Regions from separate parts of the Mus musculus genome. Here region 2 is linked to region 1. Evidence: chromatin contacts called from public HiChIP or PLAC-seq data. All regions are on one chromosome and are shown on one strand. The core of a region is the stretch at or near the end of the contact, and the rest is flanking DNA. Distances in the headings are between cores, read along the strand shown.

Region 1 (4,388 bases), core at 1,311-3,810:
AAGTACCCAAATCAAAATCAGACACAGGAAAAACCAATTATCTCAATAAATTGTATTCACAAGTTTGTGAATATGCCACTGTGAATAGTTCAGCAAACTGGAAATATATTTTAAACCTAGCCAAGACAAAGTAACAGCATTCAGAATATATAAAACAACAAGAAAATGACAAGCACCCCTGTAGATTAATGGAAAGGGGATGCAAAGAGGTAGATCATGAAATGCATGGAAGACGCAGTCTCAAGTGATGAATGCAAATATGTATAACTCAACAATGCTTGGAGAAGACGCTACTTAGTCTATTGACCAAGCTATATAAATTGGTGTTTTGGGAAACAAGTAGGCAGTATGTATTAAACTAAAAATGAACATGCTATTACCCAGAAATAATTTTTCTAGAGAAAGTCTTCCATAAGGGACTCAAGGAGACTTGCATAAGACTCCATCTTTAGATTAGTGTTAGGATGGTTGAAAAACTGGAGGCAACCTGAGTATCCATTCACAGGGGAACAGAGAAATAGACCAAAGTGTTTTCCTAGTGTGGGCAAGATTGCTAGCCATGAACATGGAGAGCTGAAAGAATAAACTCAACGAACAACACACAGAGTGCCATACCTTCTGTGTCCTAGTCTGGTTTCTATGACTACATGGGAAGATGGGGTAGGTAACATGATTACTTGGAGGCCCGTGTAGTGGGCTGGAATTAGTGAGGGAGGGGCTTTCTAATATTACGTGTAGCATTGAAATTACTGAATAGAAAGAAAATATGAGTATATAAAAACTGGACCCCAGAAGAATTGTTTCAGGTCATGAACTCACATAGGACAATCCCTAAAATGATACCCATTTTCTTGACATAAGAGCATCACATTCTAGTTTTTAGAATTTTTTTCAGAAATTATTTTCCCCTTTCTTCTTTTCATGACTCTTCCCATCTGTGGGCTTCATATCCATGAATTCAACCAAATGAGGGTTGAAACTATTTGTGAAGATCAGAAGCCCTAATCATGCACAGACTTCTTTCCTGTCATTAAACGGTGCCGTCTAACAACTGTTACACATCCCTTGCAGTGCCTCAGAAATTTATTGCCATCACTCTTGAGATCTGAGGTCTGAGAAAAGATGAGCATAAGTTATTGGCAAAACTACTGTTTTATAGACTCGAACTTCTGATTGTTGGTAGAGCTCAGGGCTAGTTCCCCATAAATACAGAGATCTGACTCTATATTAAATTTGCATGGGTTCATATAGATGCACACAGTATGGAAAACACGGGTTTGGAAACATTAGAGGAACCATTATGTGTAACTTAAAAACCATTTTGTGTGACTTAGAGTAAGCCTGTAAGCCTGCCACCAAGAAGCTCCGGCAAGAAATAGAAGCAAGTTCTAATGTGTTAATGGAGCAGCCATGTACCATCACAAAGTGACAAATTGATGTGTTCGTGAACTAGCCCCAAGCTGTGAACCCTGATAACTCCCAGTGAAATGATACACAACTTGGAACTTGGGAAATGATCTCTAAGATCTTACTGCCATGCACCCAAGACAGGGCTTCCATAGCCTCTGTGTTGATGATACTCATCGGCAGAGGACCTGAGGCTGGCCTCTGTGTGTGGTCCTGGCTCCAGTGACCTTTGAACTTCTGGCGCGGTTGCTGAACTCACATATATCTGCTCAACTGCTAGCATTAGCCATTGGCCAAGACCTAAAACCTGCACCAGTGCTGTGCTGCTGGCCACCCACAATGAAGGACTCTACTGCGGAGGTGGGTTGAGCTGGCAAAGCTCCTGAAGTGTCCTCACCTTAGAAAAATCCCCAGTCACATCCTTCAGTAATAGTTCCTGCCCAACCAATGGTTCCTTGCTTGGGGAGATGTCTGTAGCATAGTATTATAAGGGTGTGGATAAACCAAGCTAAATTTGAAAGACAAATGTTGTGTGGCCATCCTAACTGCCAAGGTACCTCACTGCCCACAGGCCACACTCCTGTTTCTACAATAGGAAAGCTAATTAGAGGGTCGTTTCAGTTGGATGCAGACCTGCCGAGACACTGGTTTAAGAGGAAACTGTGACATTGGATAGAACATATCACCTTTAAGACTACTGTTTTCTCAGCTTAGAATTTGGTTGGTCAAAATGCTGCTGTGATAGCAAGGGAGATTTTTGTTATTGTTGTTTTGAGAGGATCTCTCTATGTAGTTCTGGAGTTTGATATATACACCAGGCTGGTCTTGAACTCACAGAGATCCTCCTGCCTCTGACTCCTGAGTTATCCTGGGATCAAAGGCATGCACCACTCTGCCTCTCAGTTGTTTGTTTGTTTAAACAGAGATCACTTTGCCTGAAGAAGAACCAGAGGTCTTTTAAAGATCTGTGTTCATCTCGGCTTCGGTGGGTGGAGTAGGGCGATGGAGAACTATGATTTGCTTGGGACACTACTAGTTCAGCTTCGAAGTAGCCAGAGTTGGAATCTGGCTTTAGAGTATGAATGGCTGAGTCACCAGCTGCCTAAATAAGACCCACTTTGAGGTAGGGGAAGTGGTTGGTAGCTAACTTAGGGTCTAGACATCCCCAGCGTGCAGACGCAGCACTCTGCTTCACACGTGGGCACAGACTGATCAGTGCACCCATCTTGACCCTGATTCTCCTTTTTAAAGCGGAAGTCCAAAAAAGTGCGCTCCTGTCTTCTGAGGTTTGCCTTTGGGTCATTGAAGATCTGTGGAGTGTAGACAGTGTGTGACCCCACAAATCAGGGAGAGGTTCAACCTCAAACCCAAGCTGCAAACAGGGGCTTTTGGGTGTGGTCATCAGGATGATCAGCGAGAGGCCTTTGATGATAGGCTCAAGACATCTGAGGGCAGAGATGTAAACCAGGATGAAGCTATGAGGGCCTGACTCCTAACTCAATGTCTATGACTAGCTGGGTCTATCAAAACCAGTCTAGTGTGAATCTTGTGTATGCATGACTTTACTCTAGACTTTTCTCAATATTACCGACCCTTCTTACTGAAGGGTAACTTAGCCAAGCATATGTTTATATAGAAAGCCCACTAAGGGCCCCGGGGTCTTTCAGTTGGATTTGGGATGCTTGTAATAGAAATCTATTAGTTGATGAAAATCAGCCCTGGTCCTTGAACAACTTGACATAGGTATAGTAAATAACTATAAGAAACCCTTTAGCTGCTCTGGGGCAACACTGAAGGGTCTGACCTGGAACTCTGTTCAAAGATGAGGACTGCTGACTCAGAAGCCTTCTGCAAGGCTGCCTTAGCAATGTGAAGGAAAGCAACAGTCGTGATTAACAAGGACTAGCAATGCTGACCTGGAACTATTTTGTCTGTCCTTCTAATTCAGAAAAAAACACATCTGAACCATTGCTTGTTATTTACATCTGAGTGGGGGGCACTCTAGAAGACAGGAGAAGGAATGCCCAGAGGGAAGTAACAAAATTTCAGTCATATAATTAATACACCCAAGAACTCAATGCAAGAAAAACCTCTTCATGGTAGAGCCTGCTCACACCCGGCATGCTAGAGCTCTGTCTGAAGGTAGGAGAAGAGAGGCTTGCCCACTAGAGGGGTGTGCAAAGAATGTCTTCCATCCCCACATGCAGAATGTGGCTGGGGACAGTCGACTCACCTCTGTGTCTTGATGGTTGATCTCACTGAGGCTGGACTGCTGCAGCAGGACTATGAGGAGCCTGTTGGGAAGGACAGAGTGGATCAACAGCCCGGACAGCCAAGGGTGCTCTGAATGGATACTAAAGCCCAACACCATGGGTGGAGTTGGAGGCCTCCGAATGAAACAAGGTCCTTCCCATCTATCCGAGAAAAGGAGCATGGGAAGCCGTTAGCAGGAAAAACAGAGGAGCACACCTGTCTACTCCAGCTTCTTGCCATTCTAGTGCTCCTGGGGATGAAGGCGAGGCAAGACATCGAGCCTTTAGCCTCACTCTCTGTCACCCACATAGTACTTCAGTAGCCAACATCATGTGCTGCCTGGCTTTTATTCCTTTGCATAACCACACTCGGGGTGCTTGTGTTTACATCTCCACACACTGGTAACACAGGGACATCTGAGCAGGCAGTGACAGGATTCATCGAGCAACAACAGCCAGTGATTCTCAAGTTCAGTCTCACTGCCCTGAACTTGGTTGTCTGAGGTCAATACTCCCTCCATGAGATAGAGGCGGTTGGTGGCACTGGTTCAAGGGCCAGGCTCTGGAGCCAGACAGTCTGGGTTCACATGTCAGTCCTGCCAAACTCTGTGCTCTGAGCCAAGTTGCTTACCATCTTTGTGCCTAAGCTTCCTGTCTTTGGGAGCAATAAGTGCTGGTCTCACAGCTCATGGAGGAGACTAATTGAGATAATATGCTGAAGCATGTAGA
Region 2 (4,388 bases), core at 1,096-3,595, 100 kb before region 1:
TTAGGTAAGAATATTATGAAGGGATGGCACTGTAGAAGTCCCCTCAGGGTATAGTGATGGGTCAAAACCTTGATCTCAGGTAGAGGTAAACTGATAGTTCTTTCTTAGCTTCATGAACTGCTTAATAGAGGCTGCTTCATGAGAACTTAGAATAGACTGACCTTGCTTTGCAACATACTCCAGCTGAAACAAAGGATGGGTTTGTGGGCTCTAGAAATGCAGAGCTGAATATTAAAAAACAAAACAAACAAACAAAAACCTTGGTGCCTTGTTCAGAATCTTGTCTTGGCTTCACTCTTCTCCCACTTCCCATCTCTTTTTCCGTTTCCAGCCCCGCTTTCAGGTAAACCCAGTTTGTCATGGCTGCTGGAGAGCCACCCTCATTAGGATTATAGTTCTTGAAAATCTTAGATATCTTCTGTTTTGTTAAATTATGGAGGTTCAACAATTTGTGATTTGCATCTAAGTTTTTAGTTTTAGAGTTAATCCCACAATAAAACATCTTGACATGACTCTCTGCTTGTCCAGTATCTTTACAATCCAGTCTTAGAACATGAATAATTGGCTCAATATTGGAGCAGTTGTTTGTACCAGATACTTCACCACCTGGAAGTTGAATTGTCATATCTTTTGTAGTCTGTTTTGAGTTTTTCCTAAGAGATCTATTTGTTTGTTTATTTGTTTATGTTTGGCCTCAAACCAATGCTACCTTAATTTCTTTTTGGTGCTTCCAGCTTTTCTCTTCCAGTATTTCTCTTACTATGTTTAATGCTTAATTTTTCATCTATTTTAACATCATTATCACAGGTTCATAAAACCATCTTTTCAATTAGATTTGGATCAAATTTATAGACTGTGTTTTAGAAATATATATTCCTTCAATTATTATAATTATGTTGTTAGATTTTTTTTTTACAATTTCTCTATTGTTTATGTGCCTAAATTCATGTAGATCTTGCTTAGGTCATTTCTACTGGTTTTTAATATTTTTGAATCACAAATGAGTATTTCTTCTGTATCATACAACTTTTCTGATTGAGGTGGTATAAATAAAAAATGTTGTGTTTAATAAGAAAGAAAGAAAGAAAGAAAGAAAGAAAGAAAGAAAGAAAGAAAGAAAGAAAGGAAGGAAGGAAGGAAGGAAGGAAGGAAGAGCAAGAGCGAGCCAGGACATGTTTGGTAGAAGCTAGGTATGGTGAGGTGGAAGGGGGTGCCTCTGGGGGTCCATGCTAAGACAACTCTTTCCTCTGAGGGACTAGAAATACGGTGGATAGAGTATGGAATAGAGTATGGAATAGAGTTTAGTTAGGGCATGAGAAGGGGAGTTGAAGAGGAGTAGAAATGGGGGGGGGGGAGGCACAGGGGGGCGGGGGGATGGGAAGGGGAGAGAAAGGGAGTAGGGACAGGGAAGAGAGGACGAGTGAGGAGGAGACAAACAGCCGGTTTTATAGTGAGTCAGACACACCTGACTGTTGCCCAGTAACTGTAGGGCAAAGCCTAGAAGGAATGCTAACAAAAATGGCCCCCACAGGCTCATAGGGAGAGACACTATTAGGTGTAGCCTTGTTGAAGTAGGTATAGCTTTGTTAGAGGAAATGTGTCACTGGGGGGTGGGCTTTGAGACCTTAGAAGTTTAAGGCAGGCCGAGTGGTTCATTGTCTTTTCCTACTGCCTGTGGATTCAGATGTAGAATTCTCAACTCCTCCAGCACCACGTCTGTCACCGTGCTTCCCGCCACGATGATAGTGGCCTAAACTCGGAACTAAAAGCCAGACCCAGTTGAATGCTTTTCTTTATAAGAGTTGCCGTGGCCATGAGCTCTCTTTACAGCAATAGAACCCTAACTAAAACACTCATATATGATACACGTATTAGTTACTGCATATTTTGTATTACTGTGTACTGTGTAACTTTCTTTGTATTACCAAAAGCTTTATAACTGGAGCGGCTGGGTTTTCTAAGTGGATAATCTGGATAACCTGGTAGTGATCTAAACTCTTCCAAACCGTTCTATCTCATTTCTGTTCCGGGGATACTGGTTGTTGCTGAAATGCATAAAAAATGCAAAATCACTCATTCCCCTCTGGATCCTTCAACAAAAAGAGTTAACCAATGTAAAGGCTGAGACAAAGGAGGGCGGAGTAGGAGTTGTTGCCTATCTGGGAAGGGCTGAAGGAAATGCCTGGGGCTGCACTGTTTCTTCTGTCCTGGTCCCCGGCCAGGAGCTTGCCCAAGATAGCTGTGGGCTGAACTGATTTTTTGTGGTCAGTGATCTGCCACCTTTGCTCACCCAGTTCCCCTTCTCTCTGCCTAAGCCACCGTCTTTGTCTTCCTCAGCACTTACTGGGGCAAGGGCCACGCCCCCTCCTCACTTACTGGGGCAAGGGCCACGCCCCCTCCTCGCTTACTGGGGCAAGGGCCACGCCCACATCCTCTATTTGGGAGAGAAAAGTTGCAAAGTAGCGGCTCACCCCAGTGAGAACTTATTCATCTCTCTGAGAAGTCAGACCGTGACTTCTCCATCTTCCCTGTTATCCACAGCAACTCTCACTAACGGCTCTTCTAATAGCTTCCTGAATGCCGCTTCCTCTTCTATTAAGTTCGCAGATTAATGTTTAATGTAAACCGGGATGCACTTCTTTAATGAAGACTTTCAGAACTCTAGTAGTTGGAATAAAACTCCAGCTCTGCCTGGCCTGGAGTCTGTCCTTTCCACTCCCTCTTCTACTGATTCTTTGTTATTTCTTCCAGGCTCGTGCGTTTCCCTTCCCTATAACATAGCAAGAGCGCTTCAACCCCGGGGGCTTCTAGATTGCAGTTTCCTCTTTCCCTCTCTCTTAGCACGTGTGTGCAGCTGGTGGCACCCAGGCTTCCTTTCTGTTATCTGTATCTTGATCCTGGCCGCTCTCAGCACATCCTGTTTCTTTTCTTCAGGGAATTTGCAATCATCTATGATAATCTCGGTTATCTGCCCACTTAGTAAGTCTCTTTGCCTTCGGGGATGGCGACTCTAGAGTGGTTGGAATTGTTGCTTCCTTCTGAATTCCTGAATCCCTGGAACCACACATGGAGGTCACAAAAATTCCTGTTTTAGACTGTTAACTCTGGTTTTCTTTCGGTTGCTATGAGACAGCATTCTGATTCAAAGCAATTCAGTGGGGGTGGGGTGGGGGCGGGGAGGATGCATTTCTGCTTACAGGTTACAGCCCATCCTTTTGGGGAGTCAGGAAGAGGACTCAAGTAGAAACTTGAAACGTGGACAAAAAGTGCTTGCTGGCTGGATCTCTCAGGCGCATGCTTAGCTGGCTTTCTTATACAGCCAACGACCACATGCCCATGGAATTTGGTGCGCTGGGCCCTCCTAGCAATTAACGATCTGATAAACTTTTCCTGGTATCCATCAGCAGGACAGGCAGGGCTGGACAATCCAGGATGACTTGACTTGCAAGCCTGACGTTTGAAGTTTGATAGGGTTGGTTAGAAGTTTGGGTTCGGCCAAGGCTGCCATCCCTAGCATGGTGGTGGTAAAGAGCACTTATTTCTCTCATCTGGTAGCACATGACTTTTAGAGAGAAAGCCTTAAAAAACCTAGATAACAGACACTTGGAGAAATATCTAGTTTACTTTTAGGATCAAGTGAGAATTTTCTAGAAGACCACGGTCATAAAAGAAGGTACTGAGGTTTGTTCATGCCGAATCTTGATTCCTTAATGTGTCAAGGTCGGGGGTGGGGCATTTTCTAGGTGATGAAGTCATGGAGCATCGAGCTCACAAGCAAGTTTCTGTCTTTTCTCAAGAGACTGAGTTATATCTCTCTAGACTAAATTAGACCTCTGTGAACTAGAGCGAGTCTCACGTGGCTAGACCAGTCACCACAAGAATGAGTTACTATAATGCAAACTCACCCATTACTCTCTTCTTCTTCGTATCAGCTCAGGACCTTCATTCATGTTGCACAGACAACCTTCCAATCACAGTTGCCTAATATCAAATTATTCTGCCAACGGGACTATGAACTAAAGCTGAGCTTCTCTAACTATAGGTTGTGACCTCATCTGCGGTCATGTGACCAGAGGTCAGTCGTCCCCAAAATTTTGGGAACAATGCAAGGTTTCTGAACATGCAGCCACCAAAAACTAATTCGAAATCAAACATGTAGTAAGTTCACGGTGTTGCTGTCGCTGGTGGCTGGTGGCACGCGCCTGAGGGGCATCATGTGGCTTCGCTGCAGCCTTGGCTCTGAGCATGCAAAGTGTGTATTCTGCCCTGTGCCTGTTGCCACACCACACGGTGTCAATGAACACTGACTTTGGCACCTCTGCTCAGACTCCAGAGTTCTGATCTTAAGTGTTTTCACAGGACGTGACGAGTTTCCTGCTTTTCTAGAC

What was found. HiChIP or PLAC-seq counts read pairs in DNA pulled down with a chosen protein or histone mark.
Region 2: an H3K4me3 HiChIP or PLAC-seq map of microglia shows a contact between it and region 1, with 6 times the contacts expected there. The contact joins two enhancer-like sites. A contact is called at or near these places in 2 of 15 datasets of contacts at CTCF or cohesin (CD8 T cells and the NIH/3T3 cell line), 12 of 484 Hi-C or Micro-C datasets (bone marrow-derived macrophages, cerebellar granule neurons, cranial neural crest and 7 more), 10 of 115 datasets of contacts at active chromatin or transcription factors (CD8 T cells, bone marrow-derived macrophages, embryonic fibroblasts and 5 more) and 4 of 9 other capture datasets (adipose tissue, bone marrow-derived macrophages, liver and 1 more).

The regions. Positions count from the first base shown.
Region 1 is chr13:112,335,528-112,339,915 of GRCm38.p6, reverse strand. Ankrd55 (ankyrin repeat domain 55) reads right to left here. Exons shown (of 11, transcript NM_029898.3): 5 at 3,641-3,701. Among named protein-coding and RNA genes, the nearest start is that of Gm41065, 18 kb to the left of the region's middle. Within about 2 kb of position 2,560, at least 19 of the 459 cell types and tissues checked have an H3K27ac peak or open chromatin away from gene starts, as enhancers often do. A contact at or near this core is called in CD8 T cells, bone marrow-derived macrophages and microglia, where this site is marked.
Region 2 is chr13:112,438,083-112,442,470 of GRCm38.p6, reverse strand. No RefSeq gene overlaps it. Among named protein-coding and RNA genes, the nearest start is that of Il6st, 24 kb to the left of the region's middle. Within about 2 kb of position 2,345, at least 185 of the 459 cell types and tissues checked have an H3K27ac peak or open chromatin away from gene starts, as enhancers often do. A contact at or near this core is called in CD8 T cells, bone marrow-derived macrophages and microglia, where this site is marked.